Regions from separate parts of the Mus musculus genome. Here region 1 is linked to region 2. Evidence: chromatin contacts called from public HiChIP or PLAC-seq data. All regions are on one chromosome and are shown on one strand. Each heading gives the region's core, a stretch centred on a gene start, on an enhancer-like site or on the middle of the called end of the contact. The rest is flanking DNA. Distances are from core to core; before and after follow the strand shown. Region 1 has its middle 100 kb from the start of Gm5464. Region 2 holds the start of Gulo (gulonolactone (L-) oxidase).

The links. HiChIP or PLAC-seq counts read pairs in DNA pulled down with a chosen protein or histone mark.
Region 1: an H3K27ac HiChIP or PLAC-seq map of embryonic stem cells shows a contact between it and region 2, with 3 times the contacts expected there. The contact joins the enhancer-like site here to the promoter of Gulo in region 2. A contact is called at or near these places in 5 of 39 promoter capture datasets (the 3T3-L1 cell line, the C10 cell line, HPC-7-derived erythroid cells and 2 more) and 1 of 115 datasets of contacts at active chromatin or transcription factors (embryonic stem cells).

What each region holds. Positions count from the first base shown.
Region 1 is chr14:66,761,796-66,766,594 of GRCm38.p6, reverse strand. It overlaps a transcript of Adra1a not described here. Among named protein-coding and RNA genes, the nearest start is that of Gm5464, 100 kb to the left of the region's middle. Within about 2 kb of position 2,839, at least 16 of the 459 cell types and tissues checked have an H3K27ac peak or open chromatin away from gene starts, as enhancers often do. A contact at or near this core is called in embryonic stem cells, where this site is marked.
Region 2 is chr14:66,006,410-66,010,869 of GRCm38.p6, reverse strand. It overlaps Gulo (gulonolactone (L-) oxidase), which reads left to right and starts at 1,660. Exons shown (of 12, transcript NM_178747.3): 1 at 1,660-1,825; 2 at 2,730-2,831. The coding sequence starts at 1,823.

The DNA of each region.
Region 1 (4,799 bases), core at 1,590-4,089, 750 kb before region 2:
AGCTTGATGATCTGAACACATTCATGTGAGTTACACACATATCATGGCACAGGTATACCCATGCCCACCCACACACATACATGTATACACACACATACACACCCACACATTCACACATATATACACATACACACACATTCACACATATGCACATATATGCACATGCATATACACACTCATCTACACATACACACCCACACATTCACACATATATACACATACACACACATTCACACATATGCACATATATGCACATGCATATACACACTCATCTACACACACATATACACACACAATATGCACAATATACACACATGCACATATACACACTCACACGTATACACAGTCACACACATACACACATACATACACACATACACACACTCCATAAAAAGTTTTTCACCCCCAAAAGTAAGAAATATTCATTAGTCAGAACTCACCAGAGAAATAGAAAGAGATAAGAGAGGAGAGAGAAAGAGAGAGGGTGTGTGTGGTTATTTTTTTCAGGGAATTATTTCAACCAACCCTCTGAAAGCTGAGGATCTCAAGGCCTTCCTTGGCAGGTCTGTTCACACAAGTTCTAGCTGCAGGCTCTGTACCTGCAAAGTGGATGGTTGGTTTGAGACTGCAGACAGGAAGAAGCTGAGGTTTCCACCTGAAGTCACATGGGAAGGAGAAGCTTCTGTCAGTGGGTGTTTTGTCTGTTTAGGTCTTCAGATGGGGTGAGTCCCACTCATGTGACCCCCCTGGGCACCCTGTGGACAAGTTAAATTGACACATAATGCTGACCCTTGCTTGTTCAGATCATCTGTCCCCTTTCTTCTCTAGGTTTGTTGAATAGTTCATTTAGCCTGTCTCCAAATGCACAGCAGTCCTGCCTCCATCTCCTGAGTACTATGACTAAAACCACAAGCCACGAGACCAGGAAGTCCTCCCAAGTCTTTAAAACAATGGGTGTTTGTTAGCTTTTTAATCATCTATAGAGACGGTGGTCCCACAGCGAGTTTGGAAACATAGGGTCCTGGCCTATTCTGGGTCTCTAGGGACTACTTCTGGGTTCCTGACTGGGGCACAGTGACAGAAACCACGTTCTCTAAGGAAGTCATTTGGAGAAGACGATCACAAAGCCAGTCCTTTGCCCAAGCTGGGGCAGGTGTGTCCTGACTGACAGAAGTTACCTCTGGGAACGGGACACCGAGCTGCTGACAAAACAGCTTTTTATGTAGAACAAACATTACTCACACTCCTGCTCTTGACCTTGACTGCACTCCGGAAACCTTGGGGGAACTTGGGAAAAATACAGATAACTTGTATCTACCCAGAAATTGTGAATTGATTAGTTTGGATAAGACTTGGGGTCAGGGATTTAAAGTAAAATATATTGTCATGCATTTCTCCTCCTCTTCCTCTTCCTCTCCCTCTCCCTCCCCCTCTTCCTTCTCCTCCTCCTTCTTCTTTTCATGTTTGTCACTGTACTTTGCTCATCTTTGCCCTCCACATGTTACTCTCCCTGCTTCCTTTTCTTGCTGGTCTTTTCTCCTACAATTACCCCCCCTTCTACTTTTATCCCCTCCCATGCCACTCCATGATATTCCACTTCATACCATTACCATACCATATCAACCATGTTAAACACACACACACACACACACACACACACACACACACACACACACACCTGGATTCTACATAAGAGAACCCATGCAAGATTTGTCATTCTCCCTCGCCATTGCTCTCTCTCATTTCCTCCTCCCTTTAGACTCTCGTGAAACCCATCACAAGACAGGATACAGAAGAATTCCAACACCCCAGAGCTTTCCTTGCAGTTGACCATTGGCATCATTGTGGTTAATACCTTAGTAGACATGAGGACTGCTGCCTTCTCAACTGAACGAGAAGGGACATCGGATAGCGATACAAGGACATTCCAAAAGGAGACCCAGAGAGGCGCCCAATGTGGAAACTTGAGGATAAGTCATCTTTTAAAAAAGCACGTGTTGCGAACTGTTGAAAAGCCAGCCCAGATAGAAGATATCCTAAAATGGGATTGTTCTAAGAGCTTAAAAACAGGGAACAAGACTTTCTTGGCAAAACAGAACATCCAATGACACACGAGAGCTTCTAATGGCCATACTTGAGGCTTTGTACACAGGGAGGAAATAAGACACCATTCATTCAGTGCAAATGAGTGAAATGATTATTGCCAGATGTCCCGAGGCAGAAGCAAGGCTGCAGGCAGAGGAGAAGCCTCTTTATTGGGAAGTCATTGCTGAACTAGGACTGTCTCAAGGCTGAGGTACTGAGTAAGGTGCCAGGAGCCAGACCACCATAGGTGAACCTCAGAAAGCTCCATGGACAAACCCTGAGGGTCTTTACAGCATTTCTTTGTGTCAGAGGATTTGGGAAGAATTGTCTGGAAAGTGTCAGCCTCCTTATCCTCTTTATGAGCTGCCTTCCAAGGCAGGATGGTCCTCCCCGCTCTCATGTGTCCCTTCTTCATCTTCTTAATGGACTTTGCCCTCTTGCTGTCCTGACCCTCCCACTAGGGAGAACACTGAGACCTGGTGGGGAGTCATTGTGCTGCAGGCCCCAGAATGAGTCTATATCCACAGGCCTTGAATGCTGCTCTGGGGATGGAGGTCCCAGAATACATCCCCGTCCACAGGGCAATGAGTGAGGTGGGAGGATGGAGTCTCCAGAGTGCACCCACACCCACAGACCATGAACAGAGCTCATCTCATGGGGATGAGCTTTACCGTGGTGCTCTCTGATGGAAGCAGGAGCCTGCCTTCACAGGTGTTTCCAGGGGGCCAGGAATGGGAAAATCAAACCCCAATATATCATTTAGCTGCCTCTTTCCAGTTTGTTAAATACATCTGGAAATGTAGTTATGCTACAGTTCTGGGATCACTTAAAAATAGCCCAATTGCAGACCTGAGGCTGCAGAAGTGTCCCTCATGCCCCAGGGATGCTAGCTCATGGACAGGAGTGGACACTGTCCCACTAAAAAATTGGGAGGAATATTTTGGTTTCCAGGACTCTAGAATGGTCTAACTTCCTGTCTTGAGTCTGTTTATTTGGGGTCAGAGCGGGTTGCTTCACTAAGATACCAAACTCTCCTTTCCTTTCCTTTCCTTTCCTTTCCTTTCCTTTCCTTTCCTTTCCTTTCCTTTCCTTTCCTTTCCTTTCCTTTCCTTTCCTTTCCTTTCCTTTCCTTTCCTTTCCTTTCCTTCCTCTCCTTTCTCTCCCCCAATCTCTCTCTCTCTCTCTCTCTCTCTCTCTCTCTCTCTCTCTCTCTCTCTCTCTCTCTCTCTCTCTCTCTGTTTATTCTGGACAGAAACGTAGAGTCCATGATTTTTTTTCCCACTTTTCATCATAAACCATCAGTAGACACTGGATTGATAGAAACTGGAATTGTCTAGGGCCAGACACATGGTCCAGCCAAGCCAGAGGCCTTCTCTGTGGCTCAGCTTCCAACTTTTCTAGCATGGTTCCTGCTTCGTTTTAGGCTCAGTTCAGCAGCCTGCCCTTTGGTGTTGCTGATGTTCTCTGGAGTCTGAGCCCAAGCATATGAAGAAGCAGGAGCTGTTACAGCTCTGCATATCCATGGGTGACTCTGCATATCCATGGGTGACTCTGCATATCCATGGGTGACTCTGCATATCCATGGGTGACTCTGCTTATCCATGGGTGACTCTGCATATCCATGGGTGACTCTGCATATCCATGGGTGACTCTGCATATCCATGGGTGACTCTGCATATCCATGGGTGACTCTGCATATCCATGGGTGACAATTGCTTAGGACCCAGAAAACACCAGAGCAGGAAGGAATAGAGCTGATGCTATGGACAGGATTTGGAACTTAGTTTATCATCTCTCTCTCTCTCTCTCTCTCTCTCTCTCTCTCTCTCTCTCTCTCTCTCTCTCTCTCTCTCCCTCCCTCCCTCCCTCCCTCCCTCCCTCCCTCTCTTTTGCAGGCGCATGTGCACCCATGTGTGTGCATTTGTGTGGAAGACGGAGGCCATACTCAGGCTTTATTCCTTTGGAATTGGCTGTGTTGTCCCGTCTGGCTGACTAGCAAGCCCCAGCGATCCTGCTGTCTTTCTCTGTGCCCAACACTGGAATTACAAACGGGCACCACCATGCTTTTTCTCCCTAAGTGGATGGTGGGGAGTGAATCCTGGTCCTCATACTTGATCATGTGGGAATGAGTGCATTCTTGCACACACACACATGCATGCTCAGTTTAGAATCATAGAGCACATGTTTGAAACATTAAAGTGATGGACAGAAGTACCTTTGGGTATGTTCAGCCTATACCATGGCGTTTTAGTTGAGGATAAAGGAAAAGAAATGGTTCCTTATTTTGTAATTTGTTTAATATTTTTACCTAATTCTATGAGGACAAGATTACAATTCTTCTTTTTAAAAAGATTTATTTCATGTTTTTTTAATGTTATGCATATGTGTGTGTGCAGTGACCGAAGAGGCCAGAAGAGGGCATAAGAACCCCTCTTCCAGCTGGAGTTACAGGCAGTTGTGAGTTGTTCAGTGTGGGTGAGAAGAGTGAAACTCAGGTCTTCCGGATGAACAGCAAGGGTATGTATGTATGTATGTATGTATGTATGTATGTATGTATGTATGTATGAATTCATTTTATATCCCCCCCAGTCCCCTCCTCACACAATCCCTCCTCCCATTACCTCCCTCTCCTCTGCTAGGGTGGAGACCCATCCCCCTGGGCATCTTCCCACACCAGCATATAAAGTCTCTACAGGGCTAGGCGCATCCTCTCC
Region 2 (4,460 bases), core at 411-2,910:
AACTCGGGACCTTTGGAAGAGCAGTCGGCGCTCTTAACCACTGAGCCATCTCTCCAGCCCCCTAATTTCTATTTAAAGAAAATCTTTCTTACCTCCTCCGAGGGTCATCGTCGGCCTCACATTTCAGTGCCGTGGTGACTCCCCTGCTGGCTTTACAACAGTCAGGGACAAAACAATCAAGGTTACAGTAAGAATGAAACTCAACCGGATTTATTGTAACCAGCACTGGACCAGGACTTCAAGAGTCTGGCCCAGGTCCTTCTCCTTTAGCCATATTTAAGCACCGCAGAATTACTGAGGGGAAGTGTTCAGATAACAATTAACTCAGCTCCGTGAAGGCCACAAAGCTTAAAACAGGTTTACATTGAAGCTCTTGGCTAAGTACCTATGGCTTCATCTGTAAGATGGTTTCTTGCTGAAACAATGTTCGAGATAATGGTCTAGGGATCTTGACTAAGGTAAACATAGCATCTGTGGGAGCTAAGGTTGGCCTGGCCCTAAGATCACACAGAAGTCACTTACACTGTTGTGAATGAAACGCAAGAGACATCAATCATAACATTTAGGAGGAAAGGGTCTGGAATAAGTAAAAGCAGTAAGCCTGGAAGATATGACAGAGTCTGCCTCATCAGACAGCAAAGAATCACCAGACTGTAAAACTACATCACTCCAGCCATTCCAGGAAGAGCAGCCATGCACCTCATACCATGGACCAGATTCACTGCCAGAAACTTTCCTGATTTCTCCACCCTGCTTATCTGTGTGCACAAGGCCTTTTTGTTTTCTACACCAGAGCTTATTTAGTTCTCATGGGTCCTTGGACTCCAGGGCACAGCCTCACCTTCACAGATAACCACCCTCTTTTGGAAGGTGGTCCCTACTCTGAGGTTTTGTTATTCTTAGAATCCATGGTAGCCAGGCGTGGTGGAACCTGCCTTAAATCCCAGCACTTGGGAGGCAGAGGCAGGCAGATCTGTGAGTTCAAGGCCAGCCTGGGCTAAGGTGTGAGTTCCAGGATAACAGGGCTACACAGAGCAACCCTGTCTGGAAAAAAACAAGCAAGCAAACAAACAAACATATCCAAAGTGACTCTATGGGAAATGACTTATTTCCATGCCTTCAGGGGAGGAGACACAAAATGAAGATAGCGGTGTCAGGCTCCCACCCTGCTTTTAGGTACCTTGTAGACCCAAGTGAAGAGTCTGGGTTTTTTGTTTTTGTTTTTGTTTTTTTTTTTTTTTTAACCAAAACAGCCTCCACCTGACTGCTTCAGTAGAATACCGGGTACTGATTCTGAATGGCACTAGACTATACTCAGCTGTCCCTTCCCACAATCACCAAACATAGTGGGGGGTGGGGGGCAGTGTTTGGATGGCTCAGTACAAGAGCTGCATGGGTACCTGGCTTTAAAGCGGCCAAAGTCAGACGCGTAGGCAGCTAGCCTAGGTCTGAGCCTGACAGTGGTGTTTGGCTCTGGACTCCCAAGGTTGGGCTCAGAGCTCCAGCAGTGGGTTTCAGGGGCACAGATGCTGCTGTTTAACCTACACCTCCCGAGCTTCCTTGGAGCTCGCAGACAGAGGGCAGGGGGCGGGACCCAGCTGCTGTTTACAGATTGCCTGGGTCTTGCAGGGGGAGGAGCCTGTTCAACACCGGTTTCCTGCCTTTCTTGGTACCTGTGGCTAAACTTCCAGTCCCGTTCTGCCTGAGGTAACCCAGAGCCGAGGTTGCCTGACCACTGCATCTGCTGCTGCCCAGGGCTTTGTTCAACTTCCTGTGGGAACGCTTCAAGTCAAGTCGTCTGACCCTGTTGATCGCTGGAATCATGGTAGGAATGATAGGGGGTCTGTGAGACCGCCAGTAGATACAGCCGGCTGTGTCCAGGCTGCATCTGTGAGCCAAGTGAGGGAAGGTAAAGTCAGACCAAGGCTGGGGCCATCAGAGGGGCCACTGGGGATCCCCCAAGTGAACTTGGGGAACGGTTGGGGTGTTAGAAGAGATATGAAAGTGGAAGGCTTGGGCTGACCTCTTAATGCCTTCACTGGGCTTCTGTGTGAACTTAGGGAAGACCCTGACTGCTCTGAGCCTTAATTTTGACAGCTAAAAGAAGACTAATGTCCTGTTTCGTGACATTATTGTAAGATCTAATAAGCCAGGACACACAGAAGACCCACCGTATCTGGCTGGCTATACAGTGGTGTGCAGAAAACATGATTCTGATTCCCAGGCTAGAGGCTAAGATGCTACCACCATGGAACACCTAAGGGATACCCCTTCCCTGCCAGGGAAGTCAGACCCCAGCCCTTGCCTCCAGCGCCTTCTCCTCCAGCCCTTTCTCAGACCGCCCTACTTATCTGCTGGGCCATCCATAATGCGCACCTGGAGCAGGAATTGACCCGAGTCCTGGCTTATCAGGATTTGTCCTTGTCTTTGATCCCATCTATCGCTTTGGCCTTCAGAATGGGCAGAATTCCCACCATTCTGACCTGGAGTGATCAAAGATAGCATTAGGATGCTGGGTGTGGGCTGCCAGCTTCTGAGCAGCCGGTGCTGTTTGATCTTCCTAGTGGCCCTTGACCTAAGAACCATAGTAGCCAAAGGGAGCTGGGGCTCTCTGTGCTGTGGCCATGTCCTCTCCTCTTTGTGTCTACGGGGTTTGGGGTTGGTGATGTGACATACAGAGAGGACAGTGACTGCTTGCCTACTGAGACCTGGCTTTCTTCCTGGTATAGGTCCATGGGTACAAAGGGGTCCAGTTCCAAAACTGGGCGAAGACCTATGGCTGCAGTCCAGAGATGTACTACCAGCCCACATCAGTGGGGGAGGTCAGAGAGGTAGGTGCCCATGAACACCACATGGGCTGCCCGGCCTGCAGCCACAACCCTCGCTCTGGAAGACGCTGGATGTGAGGCTTCCTGCTGGCCTGGTTGGGTAAAGGCAAGGCTCTTCTTCCTGCTTTCCCCAGCTCCAGGTCTGCTCCGCAGCCTGTTGTAATGTTCTATGCCCACTTCAAGCCTATACAGCAGTATACCAGGGGCAGCCATGTCTACACTCACCTCTCCAACCTGACCTCTGTAATAAACTCCATGCACACATACACACGTGTGCATATATTTGTGCGTGCTTGGGCACAGGCAGATGTGCTAGCATACATGCCTGTAGACCTATGCACGTGCACACCCATGTACACACCTAGGTGCATATGCATACATATACACATGCACAAACACCTATGCACAGGTACACATACAGTCTGGAATGCACAGATACCTGTGCAAATACAATTTAAGCACAAGCCTGTGCACACACATGAACATCTACATATATGCATGAATACTTTTTTTTTTTTTTTTTTTTTTTTTTTTTGGTTTTTTTTTGAGACAGGGTTTCTCTGTGTAGCCCTGGCTGTCCTGGAACTCACTTTGTAGACCAGGCTGGCCTTGAACTCAGAAATCTACCTGCCTCTGCCTCCCAAGTGCTGGGATTAAAGGCGTGCGCCACCACGCCCAGCTTACGCATGAATGCTTATGCACACATATAAACACACACACAGACACAGTCACACATCACATATGAGATGGTTTTCTGGGAAGAATCAGGGTTGTTGGGAAAGGCACCATGAGTGTAGGGACTGAGGACTGTACCCTACGAGACAAGAACGCAGCATCAGGGGTAGGTGAGAAGTGGCTTTGATGGAGCTGGGGCTATTAGGGGATAAGAGAGGGAACCAAAAGTGTGCTTCTGGCAGAGCTACCTTAGAAAACAGTTTCTGGGATGTGCTAGCAGCCTACATGACCTCCTGGTACTAACGGAGTAAGGTGTAGTGTTTCCATGGAGAACCAGCAGAATCCAGTGAAGATTAAAAAAAAAAAAAATAGGTGCGTGACCAAGCAGCTCAGGGATTGTGTCGTGACAGAATGTCTTGCTCAGCCTCTGTGGAAAATGCACTGTGCGGGGAGTAGGCAGTGCAGCCAGCATTCGTCAGTCAATTTTCAATTGCCAACGGATCGCTTTGTGATATGGCTCCTAAAATGTGTGTCTCGAGGCACCTGAATGAGGGTGCTTGACACAAGGGGGAAAGTAAGTGAATCCATTGAGGTGACATCACGGATCCACGTGCTTTTCTACCAAGTGTCTCCAGATACAGCCATGGTTCCTGCCCTCTGGGAGCCTTTACTGCAGCATGGGGGTAGATTAAGATTCCTTGCGGCCAAGATGAGGCACTTGGGGCTTATCCTTAGTCACTGGGATGCCTTTGGAAGGTTTTTTATTATTGAGGAATGCAATAGGATTTGTCTTTTTAAAACCTTTACTGAGGTTGGAGATATGGCTCAGCTGGGGAGAGTGCTTGCCTAACATGCACAAAAGGCCTGGGTTCCATCCCTAGCACTGCACACACTGGTGTGGTGATATACACTGTAATCCCAGCTCTGAGGAGGCAGCAAGATCAGGAGTTCAAGACC